2 separate regions of the Mus musculus genome follow, and region 2 is linked to region 1. Evidence: chromatin contacts called from public HiChIP or PLAC-seq data. All regions are on one chromosome and are shown on one strand. Each heading gives the region's core, a stretch centred on a gene start, on an enhancer-like site or on the middle of the called end of the contact. The rest is flanking DNA. Distances are from core to core; before and after follow the strand shown.

Region 1 (6,821 bases), core at 1,098-3,597:
TGCAGACATCAAATCCTAAAGGTCCAGATCTAGCATACTGTGCAGTCAAGGTGTGTATAGACACTTCTGGCCCTGGCTGCCTTGCCTCCATAATGTTACTGATAACAGCTTATATGGCCATGATCTAGGGTTGACGATAGAGCCTGTGAGTCTCCCAGGCAAAGAATGAAAGCTGGCAGTGGCTCTTACTTTAGGATATCAAGAATAGCAGTGCTCCTTCATTGGCTGCACAAAGCATCCCAGTAAAGGACCTTCACAGTATCTCTGTGAGGATCCTTGAGATTTCCTTCGAAAACTCAGTGGAAGTCACTTCTGACCCCATAATTTCTTTATTCAACAAGCCTATAGAACTAGCACAGGCTACAATCGGAATGTCTCAAGCTTCGTGGTTAAATCTTGTTACTCAATACATTTGGGGACAAGGATGTATAAAAACTCAAAATGTCACATTTGGCCTGACCCTTTGCACAGTCCCTATAACTCTTGTCAGTGCCTTCACTTGGCCATTTGGGAGATCAGTTCAAATTCCAAGACAATACTGGATAGTAAACTTGTGATGATGGCATTGGGTTTATTCCCTAAACCATTTTTTTTCCCTAGAAGGTCTTCAGTGTTGCATTAGGAGAAGTAGCCTCAGAGATTTATGAGATGTCCTTGAAGTCATTTCCCTGTTTTGGAAAAATGATACCTAGATTCCTTTTATATATGATAATCTCATTAGCAAGTGATTATTTGCCTACATCAGTATTTTGTTTGCTCATACATATTTTTATCTGGCCTGTGAATTTTCAAATTACTCTGGTGAATTTCCTTCTATTCTTGGGCCATGTTGCAAGCTGGCAAGGGTACTCTTGTAGCTCCTTCTGTATTTTGTTTAGAAATTTCATTTACCAGTTAAACAATCCCATCACTCCATAAAGCCCTCGTGCATGGGCAGAGTTCAGTGCAGTTGTTTGCTGCATCATAATAAGAATGTCCCTTTCTCCAATTTCCGATAGGACAGTCCTCATTTCTCTCTGAGACCTCATCATCTTGGAAAATATCTAGGTCTTTCCATATACCCTTTATTCTGAGCCATCACCAGAATCCCTCAGAATGCCTCTCATATACCATGGAACAGACCACTTCCAGCTTGTTGTTTGTGCCCTGCTTCTCTAGTTCCAAAGCCTTTTCTGTATTGTTAAATATTTTTATTCCAACAACCACACACTGTACTAATGGTTCCCAATTTAGTCAAGTATCTGCTGCTATAACAAAATATACCAGAAGTTCAATGCTTCTGGTAAGTTCAATCTAAATGAAGTAATTTTATTTGATTTATGGTTTCAGAGGTAAAAGTTTAAGATAACCAATCTACCTTATTTGTCTGGGCTTTGGTGAGGGGCACATTGATTTTTTTCACAACATAAAGAAGACTCTGAAAGGGACATTGAGTATGTGTAAAACGGATCATATGTAGGAGTGAAGATTTTATCCCAACTTGCAATTATGAGAAATCACCATATGAGACTAACAGGTATCCCTTAAGAAGTGATTTAATAACTACCTGAAGTCCCGATCTATTATAATTTCCATAGCAGTCCAACTTCGCTACGTGAATCTCTGGAAAATATTCAGGCCAGATCTAGATCATGGCAATAGTATAAAATGGATCTTCAATATTATCCAAACTACTAACCAAATGTGTATATTAATTTCAAAACTGGAATTGGCTGTAGAGTAAGAGGTGTTATTAACAGAGGTTTATCTTTAGGAAATTCTTTGGCTGGATATTTACAACTTAAACTATGCATGTGTTATTTACTTCAATTCAGTAGAAATCAGGGCTGAGTGTAGGAAATTATGATCTACTACTCTCAGTATTTGTATTTATTGTCTGTCTCCCATCCGTTTTCACTCAGACGCCAAGCTTTAGCATTTTGAGGGATGTTATATGACAAATGACTATCGTGATGATCTCTTGTTTAAACTAGCAGCCTGCTTCAATTGTAACAGCTTCATCACAGACTAAAGTGGAATGATGTGAGCACCCAAAGGTGGGGGGCAAATCTTGCCATTTGATGTGTTCTGGTACAGTGACTTTTAACGAGTCCAAATGTCACACCTGGTTCAGTAACTTTTCATGGTTCCCATAATCCATGAATCATGCCATCACTGAATTACTTTTAGGGGAAATAACTTGGGAAAGAGCATATGTTTTGAAAGTTGTTAAAAAGGAAACTGTTCACATAAATATGTACAGGGGAAGATGAACATATGGAAATTTTCATGGTGTGTTTTCCTCTAGAGTAAATGCAAAGGAATGTAAAACCACAGAGATTCTTTTCCCGGGGTTTCAGAGAGTGATAGCAGAAGTCTTTAAAAGACACGTAATGTAGTCATGTTTGGAAACGGCTGATTCATAAAAAAGCGGTGTAGCATACGGCTATCTTTTTGAAGCACTCAGGAAACTTCAGCTTTCTTTTATAAGAATATGAATAAGACTTTAGCCACATGGGAAGTGAGACAATGCTATTTTGCTAGTAATTTTTCATTTAATGAAAAAATCTGATGAAAAATACACATTGTTCTTCATCTTCCCACCTATGGACATCCAGCTCACTCTTCTGTGTAGGCAGTGGATTTCATCTCCCTAAAGTTTCCTCAGATGTCCTCTGCTTCATTTGACTTCACTGTTCCATAAACCTAAAGGAATGCATTTTTGTATTATACAGTTTTCCATTTGTTTCAAACATATCCTGTATGAAGCTGGGGCCATATCCTTTCAGACTACCAAGTCCCAAAAGGCAAACATGAACAGACATTCTTAGTGTCCAGCTCAATCTTGACCACACTAAAGAGGCTTTAAAATACAGGAAATAATCCACTTAACAGTTGAGCTCACTTAAATATATCTCCTTCAGTCAAGGGCAAACACTTCATATGCAAAATAAAATGAATTGCCATTTGTTAAGCCTTTGGGTTCAATCAGACTTAATGCTTTAAAAACAATTTATGTTATGTATTCTCAGGAGCCTGAGCAATGCATCCTCATTTGATGTCTAAGCAATTGAGATTCAAATATGGTGAGTTGTTTGCTTACGAATAAATGGCTAGGCTGAGGAGGTGGCTCAGCAGTTAAGAGCACTAACTGCTCTTCCAAAGGTCCTGAGTTCTATTCCCAGCAACCACATGGTGGCTCACAAACAATGTAATGGGATCCAATGCCCTCTTCTGGTGTGTCTGAAGACAGGTACAATGTAGTCATATAAATACAATTAATCTTAAAAAAAAAAAGAACATGTGTTTTCTTTTTAAAAAGAACAAAAAGAATAAATTGCTATTAAATACAACATTTGCCTTGTATATGCATGTATACATACACAGACACATGCACACATATGGAAACAACTGCACACACACACACACACACACACACACACATATATATATTCTCATATGTGTATATGTGTGTGTGTGTGTGTCTATGTATATATGGAAACAATAACAAAATCTACCACTTCAGTGTTTTCTTTGCTTCAAAGTCAATAAGAAGCCTTTCCTGACTTTCTTGTAGATAGAGAAGGAAGAATTCTGCCCATCCTCTGGTGACTAGACAGGACTCTTTCTGTTTCTCTCGTGGACTCTCCATGAAGTACAGATTACTCCAGGTAGAAAGAATGGTGTGGTTAGAGGTTACATTTATATGGTGGAGTTGCTTCTGTCTTCTGGCTATCAGGTGACATGAGTCTATTAAGATACTTTATGCATGGCAGCTTCAGCATTGGATCAAAGACAAGATTTCAGAAAATCTCCTATATATGCGGTCTTCAGTTTTCTTGACTCAGTTTATTGTCTTCCCTGACCTTTGTTTTACTATCTCAAACAAGGGATCTATCCATAGGCTTCTCTTATGTGGTATTAAAGGCATGGTCAAAGACACTTTTGAGCCCAGCAGGCTTGTACCACACAATAGAATTGCTACTCAGAGATCATATAGGGGAAGAATCTCAGTAACATACGAGTTTAGTTTGAGTCACAGGCCTATTAGTGCTGAGAGAGTGCAGTGGGTACTGGGGAGGCATCTCATGGCTTGAGTGGAAGACAAAGTTGTGTTAAATCAAAGACAGTGGGAAGAACATAGGGTTAAAAATGCTGATAGACACAGAGCAAATATCAAGGTGAGGAGATAGCAAGGTAATGCTTAACTAGTCAGAGATGTCTAAAAGATAGGTTTTGATTGGTCATTGAAATATATTTCAATTTGGAGAATGAAAGATAGATCATAAAAAGGTTTGGATTCTCTCTTGTGGCTACTGATGACTCTTCTCTTTTGTTTCTCCCTTTGGTAGAAATTTACTATAGTGACAACAGCACTTTGCAATCCTTCCCCCTTGCCAGAAAAATGTATGCAGATTGCATCAGATGTATTGGTTATGTTTGTCTTTGCTGCAACAAAGCACATAATAAGAGGCGACTGAAGGAAGAAAAGATTTTTGTGAGTTCATGGTTTGAGGGGTACAGTCCATTGTGGGAAAGGCATGATGGGAGCATGAGATGGCAGGGATGTAAGGAAAGGTGAATGCTGGTCTCATTCTTCTTTCTCACTCTACTTTTTCAGTCTGGGATCCCACATCCTTGGGTGGAACCAAGCATATTTATGATGATTCTTCTATCAGCTAATCTAGCTGGAAATACCCTTACAAATGAACTCAAAGAATGACTAACTGATGTCCTGTTCCTTCCTTAATCCAATAAAACTGACAACATTACCTAATAGAAATGGATATATGAGATCCACTGATGTCATTCCTTTAGCTTCAAAACTAATCACTAATTCAGTCAGACCTGCCTGGCTTACATTTTGAACATGCTGGGAAAATTGTTGCTATGAGCAGAGATTTGGAGTTGGTCTATACAGGCTCATGGGCAATTATCTACAGGTTGGGATGTTCTTCTGAAAAATTAAAATAATAAATTAGGCTTCCTTGACTGAATTGTAAGTGTTAAGGCCCAGAAAGCAGTGCCCCAAAGTGTGGTACTTTGTTTTACTGAGGATATCAAATTGGAGGATGTTGTATGGAGGCTCAGACCCTCCCTATCCTGTTTCTCTTGCTTCTCTTCCTCTCCTGAAGTGACAATCTAGAATATAATCTTAATCTTCCCCTGATGTTTTTTTTTTTTTTTTGTAGGTGCTTGCTGTCAAGAAAGTCCCCCAGGGAACTTATATAATAATAGGTTATAAGACCTTCATCCCAGAGGGGCTTTGCCACATACCTGGAGAGAGGAATGCGACAAAGACCAAAAGGAATCTCAACAGACTAGTCTCCCATCTCTACCAGTCTGTTGCTTTAAGTCAGAGCCTTCAATCCAGCTATACTTCTGCACAGCTGTCCATTCTCCATCAAACAAGCATAAAAACACACACTCCCCCCTGGTTTATTTGGGATTCATTTCTGAAGGCTTCTGTGTCCCATAACATTTTGATTAACTACATTAGCTATGCTTTTCTCTGACTTGCCTGGTTTTTGTTACAGAAGTGTCAGCCATGGCAATTATGGTGGACAAGCAATGGTAGTGGCCCTTCACGCCCTTGGATAAGCAGTAGGCACTGCTGATGTGCCAGGGAGTAGAGTCAGCATGGTGAGGAGAGGAGTTCTGAGAGAAGGGGTTCTGGGAGTAGCAAAAAGAATGACTTGAAGTCAAGTCATGGATCCCAGCTGATAACCTGTGTTCTGCTTGATACAGTTTTTCCAGTCTGTTTCTCTCTATGTTCTGCTTTCTCTCTGGAATTTCTCTGTCTATATTCTACATGCTTGCTACTATATGAAATCTCTCTACCCATGTCCTACTTGCCATTCTAAGAGACTTATGACCATGTCCTACTTGCTTGTGTGTGTGTGTGTCTGTCTGTCTGTCTGTCTGTCTCTGTTCTCCAAGCAGGTTTCTCTTTTTATCCTAAAAAATTCTCTGGATAACTCATCTCCTTCAAAGCACAGGTCTAATGTCTTTTATTTTACATATCAATCCAATTAAGAGACTGAAAGCATACCTTTTTTCCCTTGACAGCGCAAAAGAATTCAAAGAGCTGCCCTCCTTTGTTAAACACAATTGATAAACTAGTTGGGTGGGACCCTACCCTGAAATTACCATTTCTATTACACCCTGGCCTAACCTTGCTCTGTCCAAGGCTAACCTTGATCTAGGGCATCTGCCTTCTTTGTAACTTTTTGACAAGCTAGCTCACAGTATGCAGGCCTTTGTTCCTTTAGATTCATGAAGCCCCTCATAATTCATAATTGCATCCTTATATTGTGCATAGCAGAAACATTATACATTTTGACCTCATGTATTTAGAGCACTTTCCCATAGCCTCAAGGGCTGTTCTCAAGGTCCTTTTTTTTTTTTTTTTTTTTACCAGTTTGCTAAGACATTAGCCACACCCTTGACTCCTAGACTCCTGCTTTGTCAGATTATCATGGAATCATTAATCTTAACAGAGTGGACATTCCTGGGGGGGATGTGAAAATATGTACATTATTACACAAACAAGCCTTAGTTCCTCAGAAGCCATCTACACTCTTGGAGGCTCACACTGGGCCTCTGTTCCAGGGGCAGAAACCATGTCACTCTGTCCCCACCAGGGCCATGCGGAGATCAGCACTGATGCTTCTCAGAGACTTTGGGGATGTTAACAAGATAAAGTCTACAACAAGACAGCTTGAGTCTCAGTAAGCAAAAAATACTTCAAGGCCCCCGTTCCTTTTTGCCCAAGGAATTAGTTCTTGACTGGATCCTGAAAGATTAGGTCCTGAGTGTGACTGTGGGTTGTCTCTACCCCA
Region 2 (6,649 bases), core at 338-2,837, 100 kb before region 1:
TCCTGTTTTCAAAGGTTACGTAACCTTCGGTGAGTGGAGCCTCAATGAAGTGGATGAGCTATGCAGGATGAGTCTTGACATTCTATACCATTATCCTAATTTCCTGTCTCTGCTTGGCTCTCTGGTTGCAGATGCAAACTGACCTGTTGCCTTCGGCACCTTCTCCATGCCTTTCCCATTGGGATGGAATTTCTCTCCTGTAACTGTAAGTCAAAAATTCTTTTCATCCTTAAGGTTGCTTTTGGCCACAGCAACAAGAAAAGTGTCTAATAATATAGTATTTTATATTATATTTGTGGTAGAGGTATTGAAAATGTACATTTAAGAACAACAAAAACAAATAAAAACAAACAAACAAAGAACAGGACAATGGGTTAAGCCCTGACACAAGTTCAAACCTCTGTAATTGAATCTTTATTTCATATTATATAGCATAGATTTTTCTGATATAAAAGAGGAAATAAACGTCTTAAATGATGTTCTAATTACTGTATCTTACAGACCTCAAGAGTGGCAGATCACCAAGCAATAAGCACACTTATTTGGAGTCATTGCCTCCTCACCAAATATGTAAGGTGTATTGATCAAAAATAGACAGAATAAACCGATAAGTGAGGAGCTCACAGGATTTCCTAGTGTATGTGCTAGATCATCTATTTCCTCTTGCATGTTACTGAATAAAAGGCTATTTTCAGTCAGGAGAAACAATGACACAAAATACCACTGCCTCCATTTGCAAGAGACTTTGTAAGTGCCTTACAGGAAGTTAGTCATGGCCCTTGAATGGTGTGTAAGAGCACTTGCACTGTTAAATCGCATGCTTACTTCAGGATTCTGGAATCTTCCCAAACTGTTTGCTTACCTTTGGCTGAATTTTCTGACTAGATGGAAGGGGCTTTCCAATGATTTGCCACACAGGGCTTATCTTGAATTGTGTAACAGGCAGTACAGGGACTAGGCAACTGTTTGAGATCGAGAAATGACTATGTACATTATCAACAATTGTTTGTAGAGATAGAGGGAAGGGTTGTTAACTTCCTTTGGAAAACAAATCTTTTGCTAATTACTATGCTATCTGGCTTGTAGACAGATGAATAGAGAAAAAAGTCACAAAATGTTATGTTTTTAATTCTGGCCATTTGATATAACACTACCTCTCCCTATGAAAATTCTCCGGACTCTGTCCTAGAATAGCATTTTACTTGAGGAAACAGTGTAGTATTTTGAGACAAGAAGACATACAGCAATCCTGGACTCATTTAAATTGACTAATATGCTTTTGTTTTTCTGAGCATGTGTTTGTTCAGGTTTCAAATGGAGGGACCATGATCCCATAAAATACAGGGATGTTATAAAGGTCAAGAAAGACAATATCTATAAAAGGGGCTACTGGTCAAGAACTGAGTCAGATAGGAATCTCTGTTGTTATTGTGTTAGTTATTCAGTTAAGAAATTTTGCCTGCTTCATAGTAGAATTTGTGATCTACATCTAAGACTTTGCAAAAGAAAGTAAGTATCTTGAGGTTAGGACTTAGTCATCTCCTAACCCCTCAAAGTCTAGTGAAACTTGTGTAAATCTCCTACTTTTCTCCCAGAAACAAATCCTGTTGAGGACACTCCCCTCTTGACATCTCCTTAGTAAAGAACACTCACACAGCAGGGGTGAATGCACTTTAGAAAAGACTTCAGCTCATTCTGCACTAGGACTCTGAAATTTAATTTTAGCCACAGTGTTGATGGAACAGATCACAGAGCTTGGGCCACTCTTCAGTGGAAATGAAATTGGAGAAGGGCATGGAGCCAAAAATAAGGGCCTTTCTGTCTAGTGTTTGGGGACATGGACTTGAGAATTTCAAGTGGCCACCAGTCCCTCCCTCACTGCCAACACTGCACAACTCTTGGCTGAAACCTCACTAGGACATGAGGGTCTTGCTATAGGAAAAGAGAGTTCCTTTTTACTGACACCAAGCTCAGCAGAAAGGAATGCACTTCAAATAGCCCTGTTTGCTCAGTAACCACATTTGGGCTTCATGGTCTTTGGAGCCCTGCTCTCTTTGTAATTGACACACATCGGGAGCCGGCTGCTGATAGCAAAGACAGTGAGTTTGGTTTAGAGTAGGGCCTCATGTAGAATGCTATTAGCTGACCCTGCCCAGGATGTCTTCTTATCCTAATGAGAGAGGAGTGCTAAGGAGGAAGAAATAGTTGTCTATGACAAATGTAGTACTTTCCTGTTTTCTGTATTGCTACATACTATATAGTTTCTCAAAACCTTGTTGGAAATGCTTTTGTCAGAATCATGAATATCAGAGATTATTACCTGGGTCCTATTTGTAACAGTACACTTACTGCTAGTAAAAATGGTAGCTTCTTATAACTTACACCTTAAATTCTCTCACTTAAAATCCTCATAACGTGCCCAGTGTGGTGGCTTAAGCCTTTAATCCCAGCACTTTGGAGGCAAAGGCAGGCGGATTTCGGAGTTCAAGGTCAGCCTGGTCTACAAAGTGAGTTCCAGGACAGCCAGGGCTATACAGAGAAACCCTGTCTTGAAAAACCAAAAAAAAAAAAATCTTCATAAGACTCATCCACGGACTGACTCCCATCATTCTACATTAGCAAGAACCAAAGATTCAGATCTTCATGTTAAATTTCCCAAATAACCTTATGATGTTCATATAGTTCAAATTTTCAGTTCAGAATCTATGGATTTAAAATACTTCCTGAACTGGTTTATTGTAGTTATCTTACCATTAACCTCAACAAATGATCTGATGATACCATAGCATACACATTGTCCCAATGGTTATTCAACTGCCAAATGTAGGATGACTGACTAAGAATCTAAGCTTCGCATTCAGGAAGAAAAAGGACATCTCTAGCTGCATATGTTTCAAAAGATGGCCTAGTCAGCCATCACTGGAAAGAGAGGCCCTTTGGACTCGCAAACTTTATATGCCCCAGTACAGGGGAACGCCAGGGCCAAAAAGGGGGAGTGGGTGGGTAGGGGATTGGGGGGGTGGGCATGGGGGACTTTTGGGATAGCATTGGAAATGTAAACGAGGAAAATACCTAATTAAAAAAAAAAGGAAAAAGGACATTGCACAGAGAGACTTAGTTTAGTTTCTCTCCTTCCATGATGCTATAGTTCCATTAGTGTTAGAATTTTACTCATGTTTTCTCTATACAAATTGTGCCATGTCTTACTGACCCTCTTTATGCCATTAAAGGGATTACCTTGTGCCTTTGGTGATGTCCTTTCTTCATTCCTTAACTGAACTCCAGCTTATCTTCAGAATTTAGCCAACCTTTCAACCCACCTAAGACTCTCCTGCACTAAAATCCACTCTACTTACATCACACTACATGGCCACGAACAAATCCCTAGAAGTATATTTCACATTATATTAGAATTCATTCTTTTCATGTCTCTGTGGTCCATAATCAGTTCTTCAGTGAGACGCATATTGCAATGGTTTCAGCTATTGTGCCATCCAACAAATATATCTTAAAGTCCTAACTTTTGGTACCTGTAAATATGGCATTATATGGAAATAGAATTTTGGTAGATATAAATTAAGACCAGAGTATGGTAGAGTAGGTAGAGTCTTAACTATAAGTAACTGCTGTCTGTATAAGAAGATAGAGAATGAAAGTAAGGAAACTGAAAGCCAATGCATGATGAGAATTGCCTCGTCTAGTCCCTGATTTTAGTGGGATTGCTTCGAGTTTCTCTCCATTTAGTTTGATGTTGGCTACTGGTTTGCTGTAGATTGCTTATATTATGTTTAGGTATGGGCCTTGAATTCCTGATCTTTCCAAGACTTTTATCTTGAAGGGGTGTTGGATTTTGTCAAATGCTTTCTCAGCATCTAACAAGATGATCATGTGGTTTTTGTCTTTGAGTTTGTTTATATAGTGGATTGTGTTGATGGATATTCTTATATTAAGCCATCCCTGCATCCCTGGGATGAAGCCTACTTGATCATGATGGGTGATCTTTTTGATGTGTACTTGGATTCGGTTTGTGAGAATTTTATTGAGTATTTTTTGCATCAATATTCATAAGGGAAACTGGTCTGAAGTTCTCTTTCTTTGTTGGATCTTTGTGTGGTTTAGGTATCAGTGTAATCGTGGCTTCATCGAATGGATTGTTTCTATTTTGTGGAATAGTTTGAGGAGAATTGGAATTCTGTCTTCTTTGAAGGTCTGATAGAATTCTGCACTAACCCATCTGGTCCTGGGCTTTTTTTATTTTTTTTTTTTTTTTGGTTGGGAGACTATCAATGACCACTTCTATTTCTTTAGGGGAAATGGGACTGTTAAGATCGTTAGTCTGATCCTGATTTAACTTTGGTACCTGGTATCTGTCTAGAAAATTGTCCATTTCATCCAGGTTTTCCAGTTTTGTTGAGTATAACCTTTTGTAGTAGGATCTGATGATGTTTTAGATTTTCTCAGGTTTTGTTATGTCTCCTCTTTCATTTCTGATTTTGTTAATTAGGATACTGTCCCTGTGCCCTCTAGTTATTCTGGCTAAGGGTTTATCTATCTTGTTGATTTTCTCAAAGAACCAGCTCCTGGTTTGTTTGATTCTTTGTACAGTTCCTTTTGTTTCCACTTGGTTGATTTCAGCCCTAAGTTTGATTATTTCCTGCTGTCTACTCCTCTTCAGCAAATTTGCTTCCTTTTGTTCTAGCATTTTTAGGTGTGCTGTCAAGCTCCTAGTGTATGCTCTCTCTCCAGTTTCTTTTTGGTGGTACTCAGAGCTATGAGTTTTCCTCTTAGGAATGCTTTCATAAGTTTGGGTATGTCGTGGCTTCATTTTCATTAAACTCTAAAAAGTCTTTAATCTCTCTCTTTATTTCTTCCTTGAACAAGTTATCATTGAGTAGAGTGTTGTTCAGCTTCCACGTGAATGTTGGCTTCCTATTATTTATGTTGTTATTGAAGATCAGCCTTAGTCCATGGTGATCTAATAGGATGCATGGGATAATTTCAATATTTTTGTATCTGTTGAGGCCTGTTTTGTGAACAATTATATGGTCAATTTTGGAGAATTGCCAGTAGGTGCAAGAATCTCACAAGGTTCCCCCTTTACTGTTGAGAGAGCACAAGGTTTTAGAGATACCTTGAACTCAGAATTCCATCCTCTAGAATCATGAAGTTCTATTGTTTTCCCCAACTTCCTTGTGCTATTTTATAAAGGAACCCTGGGAATAAGCACAGAGCTTATCTTACTTATTACCATATGTATAATCCAAGCTAAGCATTGGCATATCGCAAACTAGTGATCATTTGTCATATTTAGTAATCTGAAAGCCTCTATAGTGCTCTACAGTTTTCCATACCTCTTATGCACTAGCCCTACAAATTGTGCTGAGCAATATAGGCTCCCACTTAGTGACTTTATCTATCTTTGGAAAATCCTTAGTCAAATAAGTCCTTCTTTGGATTCCTGAAGCTGTTTACTGTTGTTATTTGGAATCTGTAATGTTTCAGGGCATAGTAGTATTTACCTTGACTGTACCAAAGGTCTCCAACCATCAAAGGTTTTGTGGACATTTTATCTCAATTATCTAGGATAAATTATGTAAGAAGTCCATAAAAAGTAAAGTATGTAAGAAGTATTACCTGGTCTGTAGTATAATGATAGCTATGTATGTATTGCCTATGTTTTCAAATGGTGACAAGATAACGAAGCTTTATGTTTATTATACAACTTGTATAAGATACCAGGTCTAGGAAATGGCAGGGCAGGGTTTGTCTGACTCTCGATTGTACTTCTATTTCTATCATTTAGGAAGACTTCAGAGTGGTAACCAATGCCCAAGGTCCTCAATTACTCTTGCTGTTGCTAACAAAAACCTGAGACTTTTGACCAGAAATAAGAGCTGAGCATTAAGATATGTGGAACATGTGAACCCAGCTAACCTAGAGACCTGGAAGCCAGTGACTACAGCAAACACACACACACACACACACACACACACACACACACACACACACACGCCTCTTATAACCTCTTGTGATCTGGTCCAGAGTATCTCAGCTTCCCATGTCTTGCTCTGGTCTAATTGCCCAAAATAGCAGGCCAGCTTTCGTAAGTTCAGGTTGGGTTACATTAATTTGTAAACAGTAGCAAAAAAGAGCAACACTAGGGACGTTTCCAATATGCTGTCCTGATAATGGTTCATGCTCCCCTCTTCAGTTTTCTTTCCAACATTTCCCTGACGGTGGTAGAGACTTTATAGGAACCTCGAGTCCTTAAGCTGTAAGAAAAATGAACAAGTGCTATGTCTGTCTAGTAAGACTAGGTACCAGAGTGATCTATAAATTTCAAAGTTGCTGCATTAAGAGCTGTTGTCATTGCTTTAAAAGAATAGACAGGATATTTCCTGATGATTTTTCATTCAGAACCCAGAGTTGATTGACTACTACAGTTCAATTTAATTATTTTAATCTGTCTTTATTTTATCAGTGGGTTAGGTACTCTCTATCCTTTAGAGATATGTTTCAAGACCCTAGTGGATGCCTGAAACTATAAATAGCATAACTCTTTATCCTTTACACATAATATTTCTCTCTTTTTCTGCATATATGCCTGCATACATGTTCATATGATAATACTGTATTTATCAGATAATCA

The links. HiChIP or PLAC-seq counts read pairs in DNA pulled down with a chosen protein or histone mark.
Region 2: a contact with region 1 is called in a CTCF HiChIP or PLAC-seq map of the NIH/3T3 cell line, with 11 read pairs. The contact joins two enhancer-like sites. A contact is called at or near these places in 2 of 15 datasets of contacts at CTCF or cohesin (CD8 T cells and the NIH/3T3 cell line) and 2 of 115 datasets of contacts at active chromatin or transcription factors (embryonic fibroblasts and embryonic stem cells).

Annotation. Positions count from the first base shown.
Region 1 is chr15:62,958,392-62,965,212 of GRCm38.p6, reverse strand. No RefSeq gene overlaps it. Among named protein-coding and RNA genes, the nearest start is that of Gm30113, 7.6 kb to the right of the region's middle. Within about 2 kb of position 2,347, at least 11 of the 459 cell types and tissues checked have an H3K27ac peak or open chromatin away from gene starts, as enhancers often do. A contact at or near this core is called in the NIH/3T3 cell line and embryonic fibroblasts, where this site is marked.
Region 2 is chr15:63,061,474-63,068,122 of GRCm38.p6, reverse strand. Gm41334 (a long non-coding RNA gene) reads left to right here. Exons shown (of 3, transcript XR_875378.1): 2 at 132-205; 3 at 502-623. Among named protein-coding and RNA genes, the nearest start is that of Gm41334, 6.0 kb to the left of the region's middle. RefSeq lists an enhancer at 512-2,421. Within about 2 kb of position 1,587, at least 43 of the 459 cell types and tissues checked have an H3K27ac peak or open chromatin away from gene starts, as enhancers often do. A contact at or near this core is called in the NIH/3T3 cell line and embryonic fibroblasts, where this site is marked.